Linked DNA regions of Anas platyrhynchos: region 1 is linked to region 2. A link is a contact called in public Hi-C data. All regions are on one chromosome and are shown on one strand. Each heading gives the region's core, a stretch centred on a gene start, on an enhancer-like site or on the middle of the called end of the contact. The rest is flanking DNA. Distances are from core to core; before and after follow the strand shown.

Evidence for each region. Hi-C and Micro-C count contacts between places; a contact is called where the count stands out from the background.
Region 1: a contact with region 2 is called in a Hi-C map of skeletal muscle, with 2.1 times the contacts expected there. The contact joins the promoter of OSBPL8 here to the enhancer-like site in region 2. A contact is called at or near these places in 2 of 8 Hi-C or Micro-C datasets (skeletal muscle and subcutaneous adipose tissue).

What each region holds. Positions count from the first base shown.
Region 1 is chr1:40,283,953-40,287,989 of IASCAAS_PekinDuck_T2T, reverse strand. OSBPL8 (oxysterol binding protein like 8) reads left to right here and starts at 2,754. Exons shown (of 24, transcript XM_027454754.3): 1 at 2,754-2,911.
Region 2 is chr1:40,121,285-40,125,388 of IASCAAS_PekinDuck_T2T, reverse strand. It overlaps NAP1L1 (nucleosome assembly protein 1 like 1), which reads left to right. Exons shown (of 15, transcript XM_072035087.1): 2 at 984-1,016; 3 at 1,717-1,805. The coding sequence starts at 1,000. Among named protein-coding and RNA genes, the nearest start is that of NAP1L1, 14 kb to the left of the region's middle. Within about 2 kb of position 1,423, at least 3 of the 8 cell types and tissues checked have an H3K27ac peak or open chromatin away from gene starts, as enhancers often do.

The sequences.
Region 1 (4,037 bases), core at 1,505-4,004, 160 kb before region 2:
ACTATGACATGGCAGCGCTGTCCTAAGCTCCCACACTCTGGGTAGAGGCTGTTGATGCCTGAATTTGAGCATCATGTTAGCTTATAGTACGTCTCCCCAGTTCACCATTTCACTGTTTTTTTTGTTTTGTTTTGTTTTGGTTTTTTTTATAAGAGTTCTGCCAGAGTAGTTGTAGGTTACTGAAGGGCTCGCTCCAACGTATTATTGCAATTTTTATTCTGCGAAGAAGAAATGTGCTAGATGACCCGTGTGCCCTAACTGCACTAGTAAGCCCTAATGGCCCTGAGAAGCCTCCATGGGCCCAGGATCTCTATTTAGGCTCAGAGCTGGGCCTCCACCCTTGTGGGAGCTGTGTTAGAGGACTGCAGTTCTGCAGATAGCTACAGCTTTGCCCATTCTTGGTCACAGAGCCCTTTGATACAGATCGCAGCGTGTGAGCTGACTTCCTTGCTGGACCTCACCTCAGTCTTACTGCTATTGTTTCATCCGGCAGTCACTGGACCTGATCCAGCTGTGGCCTAGGCATCTCATTCCTGGCTTCGCCTTGAACCCACCTCTTCACCGTGATATTCCCTGGATGCTTGGCTGAACATGGCCACCATCTCCATGTCTGTCCTGTCTGGGTGCTGTGAAACTGCAGCCTGGCTGGTGCGGACCCTGCCCTGCCACCTCTGTTACCCCTCTGCTACGTGATACCTGGTCACAGGCATGCTTCACAGCAGATCTGTTACACAGGCACATGCGATGTAGGCAAATGTTTTCACCACTCAATGTATTTGTGGTGCCAGTTAAGTGTTTCTTCCACCTGACAGTCCAAATGAGTGAGGAACAAACTCCCACTACTTATTAGCATTCCAGGTTCTCAGATATGAAAATATGGTTTGTGGTTATTTTCCCCTCACCATAAGAGGTCCCTAAACAAAATGTCTGTGATATAATCCACGATTGTGCAACCTTTGAGAACCCATGTCAGCATTTATTTGATTCAGTTTAAGCCATGTGAGCAGAGGACTGAGCTTCTCCATAAATGATTGCTGTTTTGGTGTGCTGACAGCCTCACGCTTCTACCACAGATCAAAATACAAGCACTGTAATGCTAAGAAAGCACTTTGGGAATGAGTAATAGGAGTTTACTGGTGACCTCCAGGAGAAGCAAAAAGCGCAGCATGGGTTCACCTCGCGCACTTGCAAAGTGAACCGACTCCTAGCTGCCCCCCCTGCCCGGTGTCATATTCCTTGTGTCGGACACCGTGACCTGCTGTGGCTCTTCAGGACGACTTCAAGAGCACGTTTTTTGCTGGAGCTCTCAGGGTGCTACCAAGCAAATCTGGTGACTGTGGAAATAGCTGCAAAAGAAAGGAGCTCTGCCACAAGGCAAGGTGGGAATGAGTCACGAATTGCATGCACGGCCAGAACTGCTGCCCAAAGCCATGCTCAGCCCGTTAGCCAGACCACAACTAAACTCATGAATTAAAGCTCTACAGGGAGAAAACCTGCATGGGTAACTCTTAAACGAGTGAATTATCTCCTTCCACAGCCTTCCTTTGGGGAGAAGTAGCATTTAGTTATACAAAGCTTTGTACAAAGAAACTTCAAATAATTTATAATAATGAAAATAATTGTTCTCTGTATTCTTCAACAGTTTGTACCTAATTGCTGTGGAAGGAAAAAAAAAAAAAAAAAAGCAATCTGCTGCAGCCAGGAATACATACAAGACATTTCTACAGAAGTATTTGAAAGGGAAAAAAAGGCACTGATGAAAGATACTCAGCCTTTTAATTAACTCGGATTATTCAAGGAACAGAATGAAAAGATTGTGAGTGGAACATTAGCCCAAGATAATGGACTCCTAGTGACACTGCTACATAATGAGGTACAGCAGATAATACTCTGAAAAATAGATTGAGCTGGAAGTCTTATTTTTGGGGTCAGAAACATTAATCCTTTGACAACTTTCTGCATCGTTAGTTAGCTGGGCAGTGCCAAAGGTGCCAAACGCTTCTGAATGCCCTGACGGTACTTTCTCTTGATGTAAGTGGAAAGAAGATGCTCAGCATTTCCAAAAGTTACTCAGCAGTTTGCAGCTGCTTCCAGTTGTATCAGCTGGCAGGTGATGAAAACTGAGGTACATTTTCATTTTATTTTAAAGATGGGAATGTGATATGTGAGCTGCTCACTGCGGTTTTATATTGCCAGTGGCACGTTTAAAACTGCTATGAGGGGACCTGTAATGAGATGGGGAGCTGGGGGTCAGCCTCTTGTCGCAGATAACCAGTGGTAGGACGAGAGGGAATGGCCTCAAGTTGTGCCAGGGGAGGTTCAGAGTGGGAATGAGGAGACATTTCTGCTCAGGAAGACTAATTAGGCACTGGGATGGGCTGCCCAGGGAGGCGGTGGAGTCACCGTCCCTGGGGGTGCTCAAGGCAAGGTTGGATGTGGTGCTTGGGGACATGCTTTAGGGGGTGACATTGGTGGTAGGGGACGGTTGGACCAGATGATTTTGGAGATCTTTGCCAACCTTAATGGTTCTGTGCGATTTTTTTAAAAAACAAACGCGGATCCAGCCCCCCACGGCCCCCTCAGCCGCGGGGCGGGCCCTCCGCCGGCAGCCCCGTGACGGGGCGGGGCGGGCCTGCGCTCGCCCCCGCCCGCTGGCGGCGGCGGATGAGGGGATCAAGCGGCGACCGGGGAGCGGGGTGCGCGCCTACGCGTGCGCGCGCGCGGCCGGGGAGCGGCGGGGCGGGGCCGCGCCGGGGCCGGGGCCGAGCACGAGGACGAGCACGGGGGTGGGAGGGGAAGGGGCGCGGGCACGGGCACGGCGCCGCTCTGCTCGCAGCGGGCCGGGCTGAGCCGAGCCGAGCCGAGCCGAGCCGAGCCGAGCCGAGCCGCTTCGCCGGAGGGTGCAGGCGAGGTGAGCGGTGAGCGGGGTGCGGGGGGCGAGGCTTGGGCAGCGGGGCGGTAACTCGCGTTCGGTACCGACCCGATTGGGGAAATTTTTGGGGAAAAAAATAAATAAATAAAATGAAACGAGCGGGTCTGCCCCGCCGCAGCGTGCAGGAGCCTTGTCGGACAGACCCCTTTTTCCCTCCCCCAGACATAAGTAAGGGGCAGAGCGCCTCTGAAGCCCGCTTTCCCCTGAAATCGCCCCAACGCGGCGCCTTCAGAAAATGGCCATCGGCTGCCAGCCCCGGGGCGCCCCAGATGCGCTGCTGGGGTTCCCCGCGGTGCTCGGGCTCCGTAACTTGTAGAGGCGAGGAGCAGTTTGTGCTGCTGCAGGAGCAAAATGCGGGGCTGGGGCAGGGAATGGGGTCAGGACCGGCAGTGGTCCCGCTGCGTGGTCCCGGTGTCACTCCTGAGGAAACCGAAAGGCTGGGGTTAGTGGGAGATGTGCCCACAGGCTGTGAATGTCATGTCCAAGTGACCGAGAAGCCTGCTAGGGGGCTCGGTGCTTTCTGGTGCTGGTCCCTTGGCCTTTTGTTAGGGAGCAGAAGATGAATTTGTTGCAGAAGGGGCACGGCATCGCGGAGATGAAGCTCCCGGGTGGGCCAGGCAGCGTTTTTTTACGAGCCTACATCAAGCTCTGAGGTAATCAGGTCTGTGATTAAAAGCAGAACGGCAACGTGTGGTGTTCAGCGAATGAGAGAATTGTGAAGGAAACGTGAAAGGACCTTCAGTGAAGACACGGTGAGGAAACCGGGTAGCCTGACTGCCTCAGAGCGCGGGGTTTCTTCAGTTGCGCTCAGTGTAACAGAAGCCCTGCAAGCATCAAAGTTTGATGGCATTCCCCAAACTGTAATGCGGAAATCTTGGTCAGGTAACTTATAGCTTTTAATATGCTACGCCGTTAATGCAGATCCCGCTTGCGTGGCAGATGTGCTGCTGAAGAGACGGGGAACAGCTGAGAGGTTTTTGTGGCAGGTACTTGCGCAGTCCCTGTCATGACAGGAAACGCAATACCGTGGTTCTTCACCTAGGCTGTTTCGGCACGCTGCTGAGGAAGTAAGAAGTACAGCTGCTAGATGTCGAGCAGCTCTGCA
Region 2 (4,104 bases), core at 174-2,673:
ATGTTCCTGGAACTCGTCAGTTTCTTAATGAATTGTTGCATGATCTTGGGTTTGTGGTAGTGCTGCTGTTCTGTTTGATAGGAAATACTGCATTTTTCTGAAATAGATGGACAAACAGCTGGTTTTCTGTTTTTCCACGTACGAGGGAATTGAATCTGGTTACATGCAACCAGAACATATTACCAGAAACATATTTTTGTAGTCTAGATTTCAAAGTATTGTTTTGCTGGCGGAAAGTGTTTTTCATCTTGTAATACATTTGAGAACGCATGTGCTTTGTGGCATGCGAGATGTGCAATAGTCTCAACACGTCGTATTTGTAGGCTTGAGCATGCTTATGGTGATGCTGAGGTACTTAAAATTCTGATTGTTTAGGACATGGAAATTAGCTCTGTAATTAGCTTGGTGCAGTGTCATCAAATTAATTATATGTGGCAATTCTCTGGGTGTTTTGAGGAACTACTTGGATTGGTTTTGTAAAGCTAGGATTAAACATGAATCCACAAGAAGGCATGTTTAGTATTAAAGAACATGATTCAGCAGTAAGAATTGTCTGCAATTACATGCTGAAAGTGAGTAAAATTTAGCAAAAGGGTTTTTAGCACTCTTGTTACTTTACTTTTTCTCAGATTACGTTTCATAATTTTGTTACTTTTAATTAGATAAGATTAGTTACCAATTTTTGATATTAACACAATCCTGCGATACAAAATGCAATGTGTTTTTTTTTTTTTCCTGGTATTTAAATGTATGTTAGTAGATTTATTGGCTCTAAACCAGAGTGACATTTTCCAGTATTTCTGTATGCTTTAGAGTGAAAGTTCAAAACATTTGCATGGGGGCTATGCCACTTTAGACTACAATATGTATTTATCCTATTTCTAAAAGCTGGCATAGTTTGTTTCCTTTTAAGTGTTATGGCACTTGCCTGTAGAGCTTGTAAATGAAATCTAATGCTGTTTTTGCATTGTGTTTTCTTCTAGGGTTTGAAATCTGAGCATGGCAGACATCGACAAGTAAGTAAAATCTGTAGGTTACTGAGGCTGTAGCTGTCCTGTTATGTACTTCAGATGCCTGTTCCCTCCAGATATATGAGGGACAGGGTCTATCTACTACAACGTGATCTTGACTTTGTGGCAAGATGAGTTTTACAGCATTTGCACGTGGGAGGAGAGCCCGAGTTGCTCATGCCAAATTGGTTTGGGATCTTAACTGTATAAGACGGGTAAGGAACCAGTTAACTTACCACGTTAGCTGGAATTCTGTAGGGAAAAATGCTAGTACTACCCGTTACCATTATTTCACTGAACGTAGCTTTCTCTGTACTTTGAATGTGTGTAGTTTTGTGGGATTTGAAGTATTGTTTGGGTGAATCTAATCTCAGTTCTCAAGGCCTGCACATCATAACAAAGAGGATGCATAGGGCAGGAGGAGGCTTGTACTTGCTGATATCAGTAGGAGCTGAAGGAATCCTTCTGTAAAGGAATTTTAACTTCAAAACTTTGAAAAGGTGCTAGTTCTATAAACTGCTCAGTCTGAAACTAACACTGAATCTATGAAGACAAATTTGACTTTGGCTATTACAACTTTCGAATTTTCATAGATTAAAAATTAGTGCATCAGTTTGCTTGTACCAATGTGATCTCTGACTCTTTGAGCTCATTTATAATTTAAAAAAGTTAACTTATTAATTCTATTATTAAATATTCCTAATAGCAAAGAACAGTCTGAACTTGATCAACAAGATATGGAAGATGTTGAAGAAGTAGAAGAGGAGGAAGCTGGTGAAGATGCCAACAGCAAAGGTAATGTTGAAAACAAGTCTTTTGAAGTAGCTGCATATGTGCTTTCTTGTTAATGTTAAAATTTTCTTCTTAAAAGGAAGTGGTAAAGCTTAATGGCTTATACAACAGAGTAGTCTCTGTTTAAATTCTGAAGCAAGGACTTTTTTCCCTAGTTGTGTCTTTTATTAGTTGTACACTGTTGTTCATTTTAGTCATGGTCAGTACCAGTGCAAGTAGACCTGACCACCTGTAGGGTTGTATAATTGGAAAAGAGAAGGTTATTGTGGATGTGTTAACAAATTATTTCAAAGCTAGTAGCTGATAGCCTTTTTCTTAATAAATAAATAAATAATACATATATGTATTATTTTGATTGTTTCTCTCAAGAAGGCCTGAACATGTATGAGAACACTTGTTTCATCTCTGTGCTGAGCAGTCCTACTCAAATGTTACAGTTAAAAATTGGGGATGCAGATAGTATCTGAGAGCAATTAGCCAAATGAGAAATAGCTTGTATGAGAGATGATAATCTCTGTAATAAAATAGCTTGGATTGCTGATAATGCTACATTCCATGTTTTCCTGAGCAAAGTAGTAACACTAATGAAAAACTAGAAAACTTTCCTCAAGGTGGCGTTAGAGGCTTTGTTATCACTATTGAAAGTGTTTCCAAAGCTGGATTGCAAAATTTTGGATAATGTAGGTCAGATGAAGATGCTTACAATAATTAAATGTTAAATAATCAGGTGTCCCAAAGGAACCTAGAGTTGAGTAATGGTATTTTTAGTATTTAATCCCAGCAATGATACATGAGGATCTGAGAGGGGAAATCACACTATATGCATGTACATCTTGGAGGGAAATGGAGTTTTGCAAGTGAAGAACATTTCAGTACTAGGGAACTTTTCAGTCTTCTGAAATGAAGACTGCCAAGCAGTTCTTTTGCTGGCTTTCTAGTGTCTTTTACCATGCACATTTTTTCCACATCCTAGCCTTTTTCTTTTTTTTTTAACCTGGATGATTTAATTTTTAAATATATTGAAGACTGTTCAGGTAACACTTAAGTAAAGCACTCTTGCTTTTTGGTAAAAACCTAACTGAAAAACAAAAGGTTAATGTATCCAAGGACTTGCAGAACAGATATGGGGTTGGCTTTCAGTTTGAGGGAATGTTGGCACTGGCATGCCATTTTTATGGTGTGTACAGGTTTGGTATTTAAAAGAATACCTCAAAACAGACTCAAATTGCACAGTTGGGTAGGTTTTTAGGTTAAGGAAAGTAATGATTAGTAAGACCAGAGCAAACGAAGATAGCTTAACAAGATGGTTGGTGTTAACTAATGTGGTATTGTGCTTCTAAGAAGCAACTACATCTACTGCTGAAATGTGTCTTTATGGAGATACTACAGGCTTCACAGAACAGGCCTCTTTTTTGGGTGTCACTTGAGATAAAATTTCTCAATATGTAATTTAATTGGTAGGACATAAAAGTAGAAGAGGATGCTCACATGGTTATTCTAGCGAAGGGCATAGAAATGGTGAACTGAATATTACTTAACAAAAAAACAACTTGATGTATCAGGAAGGATTGAAAAGCTCCACATTCATTTGAAGGTGCCAGTTAATGAAGATATTTTCTATGCCTTATGATATACTACTTGTTTGCATACCTGTAAATGTTGAAGATGGGGGAAGAAGGCAAAACAGCATGATTAAAAATTATAATAAATTCTTATTAAAATGAACTTCTACAGGTTGCTTAGGCACAGACTTTGAGCTGAAGTAAAAGAGGTGATGATACAGAGCACTTAAGCTAGCAATTTGTGTGTTTTCTAAAATGTACTTCTATCATATAATTTGAAACAGATTTCCCATTTGGGCAAAATGATTTCTAAAGAGGTTACTAATAGAAATTAAGTACTTAGCACTGATATTCTGTAATCAATAACGTGTCAGACTGAGTTGATTGGATTGATATGCTATTCCTTTAAAAATGTTCTAATGAATAATTTATTTTGCAAGAAAAAATATGTAAGCATAGATTTGTAAAAAAAAAAAAAAAAAAATTAAAAAAAAACTCTAAATCCAAGTCTGAAGCAGTCTTGTTTCATCTGAAATGGAATGGAAATCCCAACTCCAATTTTGACTTCTTAAATTAACGGCATGAAATCTACTACTTTGCATTTTTCTGATGAGTTTTGAAGTAGAAGTCAAGTAGAAACAACGGATGCTTTTAGAAGTATCATGTAAAGCCAGACCTTTTAACAAAAGCTCGGTTTGCTGAACAGTGGCAATTTTAATCCAGGTTTTTGATGAGGATGG